Regions from separate parts of the Hordeum vulgare genome. Here region 2 is linked to region 1. A link is a contact called in public Hi-C data. All regions are on one chromosome and are shown on one strand. The core of a region is the stretch at or near the end of the contact, and the rest is flanking DNA. Distances in the headings are between cores, read along the strand shown. Region 1 holds the start of LOC123427440 (ubiquitin fusion degradation protein 1 homolog). Region 2 holds the start of LOC123427442 (polyprenol reductase 1).

Region 1 (6,734 bases), core at 2,873-5,372:
TGGACGTACGAAAGCGCCACATATCGGAACTATGCCAAAAATCGTCGTGTCTACTTCTTCGCGTTTGATCTTCTTAAACTCTACTCCTCACTACATATAAAAAGTCTTTACTTTCCGTTGCTATATTTATTGACTAGCATGTGTAGGGTGCACTAGACTTGTTAGAATCGCTAAAATCTGTCAACCATTGAATTGGGAAAAGGCTAGGATTTTAATTTTTGCATGTAGTCTATTCACCCCCTTTAGACACCTCTTCTATCAATCTCACAATTAGACTTAAAAATGTTTTATCTTCTAAATAAAAAATGAATTAAAAATCCATTTTCAATATTAAATCGATCTCGGTGAGATCTTCAAAACTAAAACACATATTGGTATATTTCGATGACTTTTTTAGGTCAAAAGTTACCATGATATTTACACTGAAATTGTCATAGTTTTTACAACAAAGATGCCACGACATGTTTGACCTAGTTTTTTTCTAGATTTACAACTAACATTATATTTCAACTACTTTTTACCATAATTTTTAATATTTAACCATGGAAATTTTTAATAATTAACCACATCAAATTTAATTGATGGGTCATGGCAATTTCTAATAATTCATCATGGCAAATTGAGTTTATAGATCATGGCAATTCTACTATTTTAAACATGGAAAATGTCTTTGTATGAACCATGAAAATTTTTAGTGCGTGTATCATGGCAAATTTAAGTAATTCTCCATGACAATTTTAATTTATGATTCATGGCTAATTTACCATTTAACATGCATTTTAAAATTATTAATGACATATTTCTTTTTTATTTATGAACCATGTCAAAATTATTTCATGAATGATGTCAATTTTAATAATTCATCATGGCAAGCTTAGTTTCTTAATTTCTTTTTTATAACATGTTACAACTTATTTTTAACATAAAAGAAAAAAGAAGTTAAAATATAAATAAAACTTCAGTATAATCATGATGTCAATTTATGTGTAATAGACATGATAACTTTTAACCTTAAAAAATGCTGTCGAAACATATGGATGTGAGATCTAGTTTTGAAGATCTCGTTGCGACGGATTTAATGGGAAAACTATTTTTCAATCAGATTTTTTATTTAAGAGATAAAATATCTTAAATAATAATAAAAAAATAATATTTGCTGACATTATCACATTCGTCATTTGTGCATGCATGCGGTGACATGGCCCAATCTGTAGTATTAAGACGTGTGGTCAAAAGTTGCTCCCACCATACGTGTGGTGGTTATCGACATCCTATTTTTAACATTATGAAGTATTTTCTGTAGAGTATAATTTCTTTTGCATTGTATACATTTTTTGACAATGTTTGAACAACATTAAGGAAAGTCATGGATCATTTTTTAAAATGTACACACATTCTTTCGGATTTAAGAAACTTTTTCTTTATTATATAAACATTTTAATATAATTTGTAAAGATTTCTAATTTTTCACATACATTTCTTTAAACACACGACACTTTTTTACATAACAAAAATTTATTTACACATGATTAACATTTTTATTTAAAATTATAAATTTTCCAATGCATTACTTTTTAGTTTTCTGTAAAGTAATATTTGCATTATATGTATTTAGATTATAACGAATTACAGAAAAAAAATGTTAGAAATGTGAGGAAAAAATGCATGATGTAAGGTGTCTTATTTTCTATAAATATTTAACATTTTTTAAATTCTTGATTAACATTTTTTAAATACTCGTTTCATTTCTTTATGTATGGTGTATTATTTTCTTTATGGTAAAAATGCACATAATTATAGAGAATTTATGTAAAAACTACCCCTGTCTAATTTGATGATTAGTGGCAAATAAATAATTTATGGTAGAGAGAGATATAATCGACTCTTTTTCTCTAAAAGAGATATACATGCTATAAGGGGAGAGATACTTTCCTTTTTTTAGAGGGCCAAGAATGGAATTACGAGGATTTAAAACAAATGCACCTTACATTGTGATTTTTTATGAAAAAAAGATAGACCTATATCAAGGAACTGAGGAAATACTTGTTTAACATTTTTTTGAAATGCTTGGATTAACTTATTTTAAATACATGATCAATCTTTTCGCACACATTGCAGATTTTCGGTATACATTTTTCATAGACACGAGAAACATTTTCTCTATGCACATTTAATATTTATCAAAATCTTGGCTAACGGCTAACATTTTAGTTTGAAATGTTTTATGCCAAGTCTTTTTTTTTTAACCAGGCGAGCCCCTTTCCATTACCAAACATGCGGAAATACAAAGTTCGAACAAACAAAGGAAAACAAAAAAGGGGAGTGAGTTCAAAGTATTACTAGAAAACCCACTATAGGCACTCGTCAGTGAGGAACCTATCGCAGGGCGAAAACCCAGGAACACCATAAAATACACCAGCTAGCCTAACAAAACCAGGAAAAGAAGGAGGGAAGTCTAAATCATCCCAGGGTACAATCAGACCCTCCAACGAGTCGATCAGTCATCCACGCAAGGGCTAAACCCATAGAGAGCTAAGGCATTACTAGCAGCTTCCATCTTTGGGTGTTACTCTTGGGGGAAGCACAGATCCGCATCATGATAGACGCATTGCTCTTCAGCATCTTTGCTCCAACCTGCATCGCCACCCGATCAGATACATTCAACAAACCTGCCCAATAAGTAAGATAACCACAAGTAGCGTAAACCACATCAAAAGGGGATTTCAACTTCTTGTTCTCAAAAGTAGCACGATTATGGCAATTCCAGATCGCCCAACAAACTGCTACCAGTCCAAAGGTGTAGAACCTAACTCATCAGGAAGAAACACATAACACCGAAAAATACAGTCACATATCATTTGGACCCAGGCTAGTACCAAAAACACATCCGATCGTTATCCACACCACCATGGCAACATGGCAAGTAAAGCATGAATGTTTCTAAGTCTCCCGCTCTTTACAGAACGAGCATTTAGGGTTTCTGGTCCATTTTTTCCTTTTCATCACATCGCGCGTAAGAATGGCGTCCTGAAAGAGTTGCCAAAGGAAGATCTGAAATTTAAGAGGAATTTTAGTCTTCCAGATCCATCTATAATCACATCTAGCTATACTTCTTTTTAGATATTCATACACCGATTTAGTAGAGAATACCCTCTTATTTCCCACGGTCCAAACAATTTGATCCGGGACCTCCGAGGTAACCCACCCCTCCACAGTCTTTTTAAACTCCCCCCATCGACACAAAAGGGAATGGTGAAGCTGTCTTATGCCAAGTCTTTTTGTAATATATATATATATATATATATATATATATATATATATATATATATATATATATATATATATATAATATTTGGAATTATACGAAAACAAAAAGGTAAAAAAAATAAACACAAAAAACGAGGCTGTGGCATCCCCCACACCTGGGTCGGCTCATCTTGCGCTCTATAAGCGAGAGCCCCGCTTACAACAACAAACCCGATTTAGCGCCACAGGCATCGGTTAAAGGAAAAATGTGCTAACCAGCGCCTGCAGCGCTCCGTAATGGGCCGGGCCATCTAGAAATTCTTCATGAACTTCTTTAGCCTGTGAACTTTTCTTAAAATCGGTGAACTTTTTAAAAAATCGTTGAATTCTTTTTTGAAATTGATGAACATAATTTAAAGTTCATGAACTTTTTTCGAAATCAGTGAACTATTTAAAAAAATTGATGAACTTTTTTTTCAAAATTGATGATATTTTTTCGAATTCTGTGAACTTTTTTTAAAATTTATGAACATATTTCCAAAGATCGGTGAACTGTTTTTCATAATCATTGAATTTTTTTCGCAAATCTGAAATTTTAATAATTCTGTGAACTTTTTTCGATTTTTTAATAACGAACGAATTTAATATTGGCCGGCCCACGAAGAGGGCCGCTGCAGGCGCCCGTTCCCCTAGTGGCGCCTGAAGCGCCACATAGGAGGTCCCGCTTACAACACCCTGACCAAGGGGAAGCGCGGTTCCCCAGCGGGCCTGGGCCGTCGGGCTAGTTTCCAGGCCCCCCTTGCCAGCCCGTTCCGTCATCGATTCCCGAAGGCGAACGGACTGCTCTGCTCTGCTCCACCGCATCACCGGCGCTCGCTCCTCTCCCCCTCCCCCTCGCAATCGCATCGCCCGGATTATTCCTCCTCCGCGGAAACCTCACGCAATCCCAACCAATATCCCCCATCCGAATCCCGCCCCCTCTCCGCGGCAACCTGTTCGGATCGGAGCCCACTTCTGCGTCTCCTCCATCCCGTCTCGGATCCCCTCTCCCCACGCCCTCATAAGCGACCTCCCCCCCTCCTCGGTTCTTGGTTGCCGGCAGTCTCGTCTCGTCCCGTCGCGTCGCGTCCGTACTGCGTCGACACCGTCCGCGATTCCGGCCATTGGCTTGGTTTCCGAGGTACGAGCATCCCCAACTCCAGAGATTCTGACCTAGATCCGCAACCGTGTGGATTTTTGCCCAGTGTTGGGACCGAAATCCGTTCATGCTGTCTGGCGTTTCTGTTACTACTAGCTTGGAACCAGGGCTTGCTGGAAAGAAAAACTGGCGCTACTTATAATGAATAAATAAATAACTGTACCGGTGATGCAGCTAGGGCGGTGTTTCGCTGTAAAGTTTCGAGCTTGTTGACGATCCTGCAATTTTTGGTTGGGTTCCTTTGGAATTTGGATAGTAACAATAAGGAGCCAAATACTAGTGCTGCTTTGTGCTTTCCTTGTCATCTTAGTTCTCCCTTGGGGAGAGAATTACGATCTTGTACATTTGCTTCTGCGGCTCATATAGTTTCCCTTCATACTCGCCTATGCTATTTACAGATAATAACAGGTCCAAGAGAAGTAGAAGCAAAGGTCTACTCAAGATGGTATGCATTACTTCAACTGCCCTTGAAATCTCCTATGCTTGGTGCCAAGTTTCTATTTCTGCATACAGATACTAAGTTAGGGTTCAGGTGTGGCATTTGATAGATGAATCTGGTTACTGCTACTCTTTAAAGGATTCTTTTGAATATCAGTTGATTTAAGTCATTGCTAGTCTGGCCATACTAATAATAACTGATCTGGAGATAACTTCGGGCTCAACTAAAATTGGTCATACTGAAAAGATAAATTTCACATTGAATTAGTTTTAGTACACAGCACTTTCTTGTGGTTCCTTGTTTACACTGGGAGTGAATTAATAATGATACACTTACGTGAACTGTGAAGGGGAGCCTTGGCACAGTGGTAAAGCTGTTGCGTACAAAAGACCCTTTCCGGACCCTGCGCAAGCGGGAGCTATGTGCACCAGGCTGCCCCCTCTACACTTGTTAATCATTGGATCAAGCGTGTATATACGATTGGTCTTTCTTATTGAATAGTTTGCAAAATACTTCACACCTTAACGCAAATGCCCATATCTGCAGGTTGATCTTGTTTAACTCTGTTCCTGTGATAGTCATGTCGTTCGTAATTATTGTAATGTGGTCCTTTTTCATTCTTAGCTTCAAACAGCTTTTTTGAACAGATGCCAGTAGTTAGTTTCTCTCATATTTGGTGTAGTTCGCATATGCTTAGCTAACCCAAATATTTTCTTATGCAGTTTTATGCAGGATATGGTTACCATGCTAATAATTTTGAGCAAACGTACCGCTGCTATCCAGCATCCTTTTTTGACAAGGTATTCTACTTGCGGTATCAATTTTATCTGCTAGTACCTAACAGTGCTAGAATCTGAATTGTATTTAACCATCTTTCTGAATTTTTATATTTTCCAGCCACACCTGGAAAGTGGTGACAAAGGTAAGTCTTGGAGCCTCTTCTCTCCTCTTATTCTGCAGTTTCATTACGGCTTAACTCTGATATAATTCTATTTTTTCCAATGCAGTAATAATGCCGCCATCTGCCCTGGATCGTCTGGGTAAAGCTCAAATCCTCCTGCATTCGACCTTAGTCTGAATGTCGTAGCTTCATATTGTTGACTTTAATCACTATGAGAGAATATTTTTATGTGCATTTCTAACCGTTTGGTTTTTATGTAACAGCTTCCCTGCACATTGAGTATCCTATGCTATTTGAACTGCACAATGGTGTCACCGACAGGATTTCACACTGTGGTGTATTGGAGTTTGTAGCAGAAGAAGGGTTGATCATCATGCCCTACTGGGTATGTGCTATGAGCCAACTTACTTTAGTGCTCTCTTCAGTTGAAAAGTATTCCAATGAGTTGTTACATATTTTTTCTCTCCATTTGTATAGATGATGCAAAACATGCTTCTTCAAGAGGGTGACATTGTGCGTGTCAAGAATGCTACTCTTCCCAAGGGTACATATGTGAAGCTGCAGCCTCACACGACTGATTTCCTAGACATCTCCAACCCCAAAGCCATGTCAGTAGCTAGATGTTTGCATTAAAACCCATTCCTTCTTTTTGCCATTCACCATGTTAATAACTGATAACTTTGTGCTAGAGTTGTCTATTAAAGTCCCTTCATTCATTTTGCCATTTTCATTAATATGCTTGCGTAACTTTGCAGCTTGGAGAAAACTCTAAGAAACTTCTCTTGCTTAACCACGGGCGACAGCATCATGGTAGCTTACAACAACAAACAGTATTATATTGATATTGTTGAAGCAAAACCTGCTTCTGCAGTTAGCATTATTGAGACAGACTGTGAAGTGGACTTTGCACCTCCTCTTGATTACAAAGAACCTGAAAAACCACAGCGTCC
Region 2 (6,734 bases), core at 2,202-4,701, 290 kb before region 1:
CCAGCGAAGCCCAAATAAAAAAAGAGGCCAAAGATGCCCACCAAAAAAAAGAGAGAAAAAAATGAAATGAAAAAAAAGAGGCAAAAGAGCCCAAACAAAAAAATGAGAGAAAAAGAGAGAAGGGACAATGCTACTATCTTTTTCCACACTTGTGCTTCAAAATAGCACCATGTTCTTCATGATAGAGAGTCTCTTGTTTTGACACTTTCATATACTAGTGGGGATTTTCATTATATAACTTGGCTTGTATATTCCAATTATGGGCTTCCTCAAAATTGCCCTAGGTCTTCGTGAGCAAGCAAGTTGGGTGCACACCCACTAGTTTTTATTTTTTTAGCTTACATACACTTATAGCTCTAGTGCATCCGTTGCATGGCAATCCCTACTCATTCACATTGATATCTATTGATGGGCATCTCCATAGCCCGTTGATATGCCGAGTCGATGTGACCATCTCCTCCTTTTTGCCTCGCAACCTCCACCACACTCTATTCCACATATAGTGCTATATCCATGGCTCACGCTCATGTATTGCGTGAGAATTGAAAAAGTTTGAGCAAGTAAGAGTGCGTAAATAATTACTTGGCCAATACTGGGGTTGTGCATATTTAAATTCGTTATGTGGGGATGATGGAGCATAGCCACACTATATGATTTTGTAGGGATAACTTTCTTTGGCCTTGTTATTTCAAAAGTTCATGATTACTTTGCTAGTATTCTTGAAGTATTATTGTTTTCATGTCAATATTAAACTATTGTTTTGAATCTTATGGATCTGAACATTCATGCCACAATAAATAAGTTACAAAGAACAAATATGTTAGGTAGCATTCCACATCAAAAACTTGGTCTTTATCACTTCCCTACTCGAGGACGAGCAAGAGTTAAGCTTGGGGATGCTTGATACGTCTCCAACGTATCTATAATTTTTTATTGTTCCATGCTATTATATTATCAACTTGGGATGTTTTATATGCATTTATATGATATTTTATATCATTTTTGGGACTAACCTATTAACTCAGTGCCCAGTGCCAGTTTCTGTTTTTTTTCGTGTTTTGACCTTTTTCAGATAAGAATATTAAACGGAGTCCAAACGGAATAAAACCTTTGGGATGATATTTTCCATAACAAAAGGGATCCAGAAGACTTGAGAACCAAGGCAGAGGGCCACGGAGGAGGCCACGCGCCCCCTAGGCGCTCCCCAAGGGGGCGCGCCTAGCAGGCTCGTGGGCTCCCCGTGCCTCCTTTGCCCTACCTCTTGCGCCTATAAATTCCCTAAAATCCCCCGAACCAACGGAGAGAGCCACGAAAATACTTTTCCGCCGCCGCAAGCTTTTGTTTCCGCAAGATCCCATCTGGTGACCATTCCGGTGCCCTGTCGGAGGGGGATTCGTACACGGAGGGCTTCTTCATCAACACCATGACCTCTTCGATGATGCGTGAGTAGTTCACCACAGACCTACGGGTCCATAGCTAGTAGCTAGTTGGCTTCTTCTCTCTCTTGGATCTTCAATACAAAGTTCTCCATGATCTTCATGGAGATCTATCCGATGTAACTTTCTTTTGCGGTGTGTTTGTCGAGATTCGATGAATTATGGATTTATGATCTGATTATCTATGAATATTATTTGAGTCTTCTCTGATTTCTTATATGCATGATTTTGTATCCTTGTAATTCTCTTCGAGTTATGGGTTTCGTTTGGCCAACTTCATCTATAATTCTTGCAATGGGAAAAGTGCTTGGTTTTGGGTTCATACCGTACGGTGTCCTCACCGAGTGACAGAAGGGGTAGCGAGGCACGCATTGTGTTGTTGCCATCAAGGGTAAAGATGGGGTTTATATCATATTGCATGAATTTATCCCTCTACATCATGTCATCTTGCTTAAGGCGTTACTCTGTTTGTTATGAACTTAATACACTAGATGCATGCTGGATAGCGGTCGATGTGTGGAGTAATAGTAGTAGATGCAGATAGTATCGATCTACTTGTCTCGGACGTGATGCCTATATGTATGATCATTGCCTTAGATATCGTCATGACTTTGCGCGATTCTATCAATTGCTCGATAGTAATTCGTTCACCCACCGTAATACTTGCTATCATGAGAGAAGCCTCTAGTTAACACTATGGCTCCCAGGTCTATTTTACACATTATATATTCAGATCTACATACAAAAATACCAAAAATACCTTGCTGCACTTTTATTTATTTATTTATATTTACCTATTATCACTATCAGATCTCACCTTGCAAGTAATCGTAAAGGGATTGACAACCCCTTTATCGCATTGGGTGCAAGTTTGTTTGTTTTTGCGCAGGTGCCTTGGTGCCTCATCTTGATACTCCTAGTGGATTGATACCTTGGTTTCAAACTAAGGGAAATACTTATCTCTACTTTGTTGCATCACCCTTTCCTCTTTAAGGGAAAAACCAACGCAAGCTCAAGAAGTAGCAGTTGCCGGCACACGGCTTGGGGAAATGTTGATGTGTTCCGGGTGCTAGCCCTACCCATTTATTTATATGTTGAGCCCTGGTGTCGTTTCTTGGAGAAAGAGCTTGCTTAACGTCATTTTGGCACGCAAGGCAAGAGTCCTCTTCGGACTCCAGGGCCAAACGCCAGGGTCCTTGGGATGAATGTATCTAGACTTATTTTAGTTATAGATAAATTCATTATATCCATTTCTAGGATAAATTTTCCAGACGGAGGGAGTATAAGTCTTTTAAGAGATTGCACTAGAAAACGATATACGGATCTATATAGACATACTTTACAGTGTAGATCCAATCATTTTGGTTCGTATATAGTCGTTTATTAAAATCTCTAAAAAATAATTATACTCCCTCCGTTCCTAAATATAAGACCTTTTAAAGATTGCACTATAAACTACATACGGATGTACATAGACATATTTTAGAGTATAGATTCACTCATTTCACGCCGTATGTAGTCTCTTAGTGAAATCCCTAAAAGGTCTTATATTTTAGAACGGAGGGAGAATTTAGGAAGTGAGAGAGTAGTATAATATCGGTTGCCGACTTCATGTTTGACAGTCCAGCTACCGAGAACTAAAGCAAGATCCAACGCACGACCTACGACGAGTATGCTTGGTCACCGATCGTTCCACGCCTCCCCACCAAAACTAGATAATTTAGATTATTATTTTATTGATCTGAACGCTTCTATATTCCTCTACACAAGGGCTTATCATTGACGACGATAAACCCAGCCCCGGATGCAACGCAACGGACTTACGTACGGCCTATATGCAGTGACAACGGAGCCGGACGCCGACGAGAGCTGCGCCCGACGCCGAGTCGCGAGCGACACGTGACACCGGAGCAGGCTAATAATCCCATCACGCGTACCGGTCGGGGTCGACGGAGAACGAGAGGGACCGGCCCACTTTTAGCTTTGAAGCTTACACAGCACGCATCCCGGTCCAGCAAGCAACGAGCGACCGAATCGCGTACCGTGCCGGTGTGGCCTCCCCTTTGGGTTCGCACTCTCTCTTCCTCGCCCAGAAGCAAACCCCTCCTAGCGCCACCACGCCCACCAGCCGCGCAGATTGCCGCGTACCCACAGAGAGAGAGAGAGAGCGAGCGCGGGTTTGCCCTCCCATGGAGAAGGGGGACGGGCCCGCCCTCCAGCCTCTGCTGTGCCTCGCCTGGCTCGCCGCCACGCTCCCCATCGCCGCCGCCGCGCTGCCCATCCCCGCGGCCGCCGGCGGCCGCTTCCTACACAGCCTCCTCGCCGCCTTCTCCTCCCGCGGCAAGACCGTCAGGCCGTCCTCCTCCTCCAAGGCGGTAAGACCACCACCTCGGTTCCCGCTTTGCCTTTTTATGTGTGCCCACTCAAGCTCCCGGCCGGCAGGATCGTAACTCCTTTACTGTCATGGGGGGATTCGGGCTTAGCAAAGCTGTCGGTTCTGAAATCATGATGCAATGTGCTGTCTGGTGAGGGAAAGCGTTAGATCAGCATCGTATACTCTACATATTGAAATAAAAAAACATGTGCAAAAGGGCGTTTTAAAGGGAAAAAAAAAAGAGGCAGGCTTGCAGGGTGTTGCCAATCCACGGTTGAAGTTCTATGTAGCCTTTCCCTTGTCACCATAGACAGCCATGGGGTCTTTCTCTCTTGTAGACTTTGATACAATGTATTCGGGAGGTTACTTGGATTAACGGTCTTTCTCTCTTGTAGACTTTGATACAATGTGTTTGGGAGGTTACTTGGATTAACGGTCTTTCTCTCTTGTAGACTTTGATACAATGTATTTGGGAGATTATTTGGATTAACGGTCTTTCTCTCTTGTAGACTTCGATACAATGTATTTGGGAGATTATCTGGATGAACGGGAGATTGTGGGTAGACTAAAGCTGCTGTCTCTTTCTTTTAATTAATAGAAGGAGATTGTAGGTAGATTAGAAGCTCCTATCTTTTTCTTTGAACTAATGGAGGGAGATTGTGGGTAGATTAGAAACTCTTGTTTCTTTCTTTGAGTTACTCCCTCCATTTCTGTATGCAAGGCCACTTCATAATTTATGTCTAACTTTGATCATTAATTTTACCAATGAAAGTGAGTTATATGCCACAAAAAGTATGTCATTGATGCACATTTCAAAGAACTTTCCGATGATATATTTGTGATGACGTAGACATATAACCCGTATTTTGTTGACCAAAATTACAAGTCAAAAATTGACCAAGAAAATGAATGGGAGACAGGTTCAACCTTCCAATTCCAAGTAAGAGAATATTTCATCCTTGAGACGAAGTATGAGTACATGATATTCGGATGTGTTCATTTTTAAGACTCTTTGCTGGTTTACAATTATATGTGTTATACATCTCTAACGGTCTACATGTCATACGAGACATATATTTTTTATTGTTTAAATATTAATCAAGCAACCCATTGGTAACCCTCTGGCAAAAAAGGTTATGGCAATAGCTGACTCATGACTAATTGGGTCACGCCCGGGTTCTGGTAATAACTTATGGGTTAAAGTTGGTACCCATACGGCTCAGGTATTTATGGGTATCCAAAACCATGAGCAAAACTGTCATCTTTATGTAGATAATTTTGATGTATATATCGTACCTTTGCCTTGTATTCTACTCAATTTCTGCATAACCATTAGAAACTGAAATAATCTTTACAAAATTGCAGAAGTTCACAGTTCCGCAGAAGTACTTCTTGCATTTCTATGTGGTGGGAGTGGCGGTGACAACAAGCTTGCTGCTTGCAATATGCTTCTATGCATATATGAAAATGACACCGCTGTTGGCAGAGCCATCGAGTTACTCCACAATCGCTAGCCATCTTATTGGGTCAAATTCGTTCTCTTTTGGCAGTGTCCTGTCGCGCACCATGGAACACAAGTATCGTGTCTGGCGGACTGTCTTTGTACTTCTATTGATGGAAATTCAGGTGCTGAGACGCCTGTATGAGACTGAAAATGTGTTTCACTACAGCCCTACAGCTCGGATGCACATTGTAGGATACCTGACAGGTCTATTGTAAGTTCCATATTGGTTAACTTCCATTCTGTTCTAGAATGTCGCATAGTTGTTAATATGCCAGCTTGACTAAATATTTCCTCTCATTCTTCCTTCTAGAGTTCTAGTCCTTTCTGTTATAATTTCACTTGCCTTTTCTGTTAGGTCTTGTTACGGTTATTTTCTGTAGTTCTGGGTTTATACTTTTATCAACAAAATATGCAAGTAGATGGTGTAAGTTAAGGCATACTTTAATTTACGGGATGATTTGACCACTGGTAATTGTAGTTTCTAAATTCTTTACCACTAATCAATTAACAGAACAGTTGTCTTTTTTATCCTAATGCATATATTCTTTCATTTCTTGTTTATTATAATAATTCTGACGTTGGTCTTTCAGTAAAGGTTTCTTCGCACAAGGATTATTGCATTGCTCTTTCATTTTTCTGTAACAGATTGACTTACAATTTTTTTTGACTGTAGCTATTACACGGCTGCACCTTTATCTCTCGCTAGCTCTTGTCTTCCTGAAGCAATAGATTTTCTTCGAGGTCAAATAGCTGAATTCATAGTAAAGGGTCGTGCAAGAATGCCAGACCTAGTCATTGATTCACCCTCTCTTATAAAGCCTCTTTTAAAGTTGGGGTGGTGCCAATGGATAGGTGCTGTTATATTCATTTGGGGATCCCTCCATCAGATCCGCTGCCATGCAATTCTTGTAAGTACCAGCTTATTTTAGTTAGCCTGGAGCCAGAACCATATAGCAAATATAAGTTGGTTTCTTGTCTGTGAATGTGAACACATGTTTACAGATGCGAGTTGAAGCACAAATGTTCAAAAATGAAGCATCTGCCAATGTATTGAAACTTAAAAGTTGGAATGACTGATAAAACTTATTTCCTGAAATCCTATAGTTATGTCTTGTTGGAATCATTTTGCTACTTTAGATTTGATGGAGTGGAATTCATTTTGCAGTAGAAAATAGCAATCCCAATACTTGCTTAGCCAATCAACATCAGGAACTCTTCTTAAAGGATCATACCATATTTCGTAGGTTATTCTTTTTCTATGAGAAATTAAGAGCCTTAGTAACATCATGTAGGTTTATATTCAGATTTTTTTTTTCAAGAAAACGCAAAAGCCTTGCGTTTCTTTGCATTGAAAAGGAGAGAGTTTACAGCCTCCTAGGAGGTGGTTACAGCACAGTTACATGTTGGTTTAGTGGACATC

What was found. Hi-C and Micro-C count contacts between places; a contact is called where the count stands out from the background.
Region 2: a Hi-C map of leaf shows a contact between it and region 1, with 3 times the contacts expected there. The contact joins the promoter of LOC123427442 here to the promoter of LOC123427440 in region 1. A contact is called at or near these places in 2 of 6 Hi-C or Micro-C datasets (leaf and seedling) and 1 of 1 datasets of contacts at active chromatin or transcription factors (embryo).

The regions. Positions count from the first base shown.
Region 1 is chr2H:582,813,865-582,820,598 of MorexV3_pseudomolecules_assembly, reverse strand. LOC123427440 (ubiquitin fusion degradation protein 1 homolog) reads left to right here and starts at 4,122. Exons shown (of 10, transcript XM_045111486.1): 1 at 4,122-4,426; 2 at 4,843-4,889; 3 at 5,606-5,683; 4 at 5,781-5,805; 5 at 5,891-5,923; 6 at 6,048-6,169; 7 at 6,262-6,392; 8 at 6,540-6,734. The coding sequence starts at 4,887.
Region 2 is chr2H:583,105,740-583,112,473 of MorexV3_pseudomolecules_assembly, reverse strand. LOC123427442 (polyprenol reductase 1) reads left to right here and starts at 3,451. Exons shown (of 6, transcript XM_045111488.1): 1 at 3,451-3,811; 2 at 5,176-5,525; 3 at 5,988-6,222. The coding sequence starts at 3,626.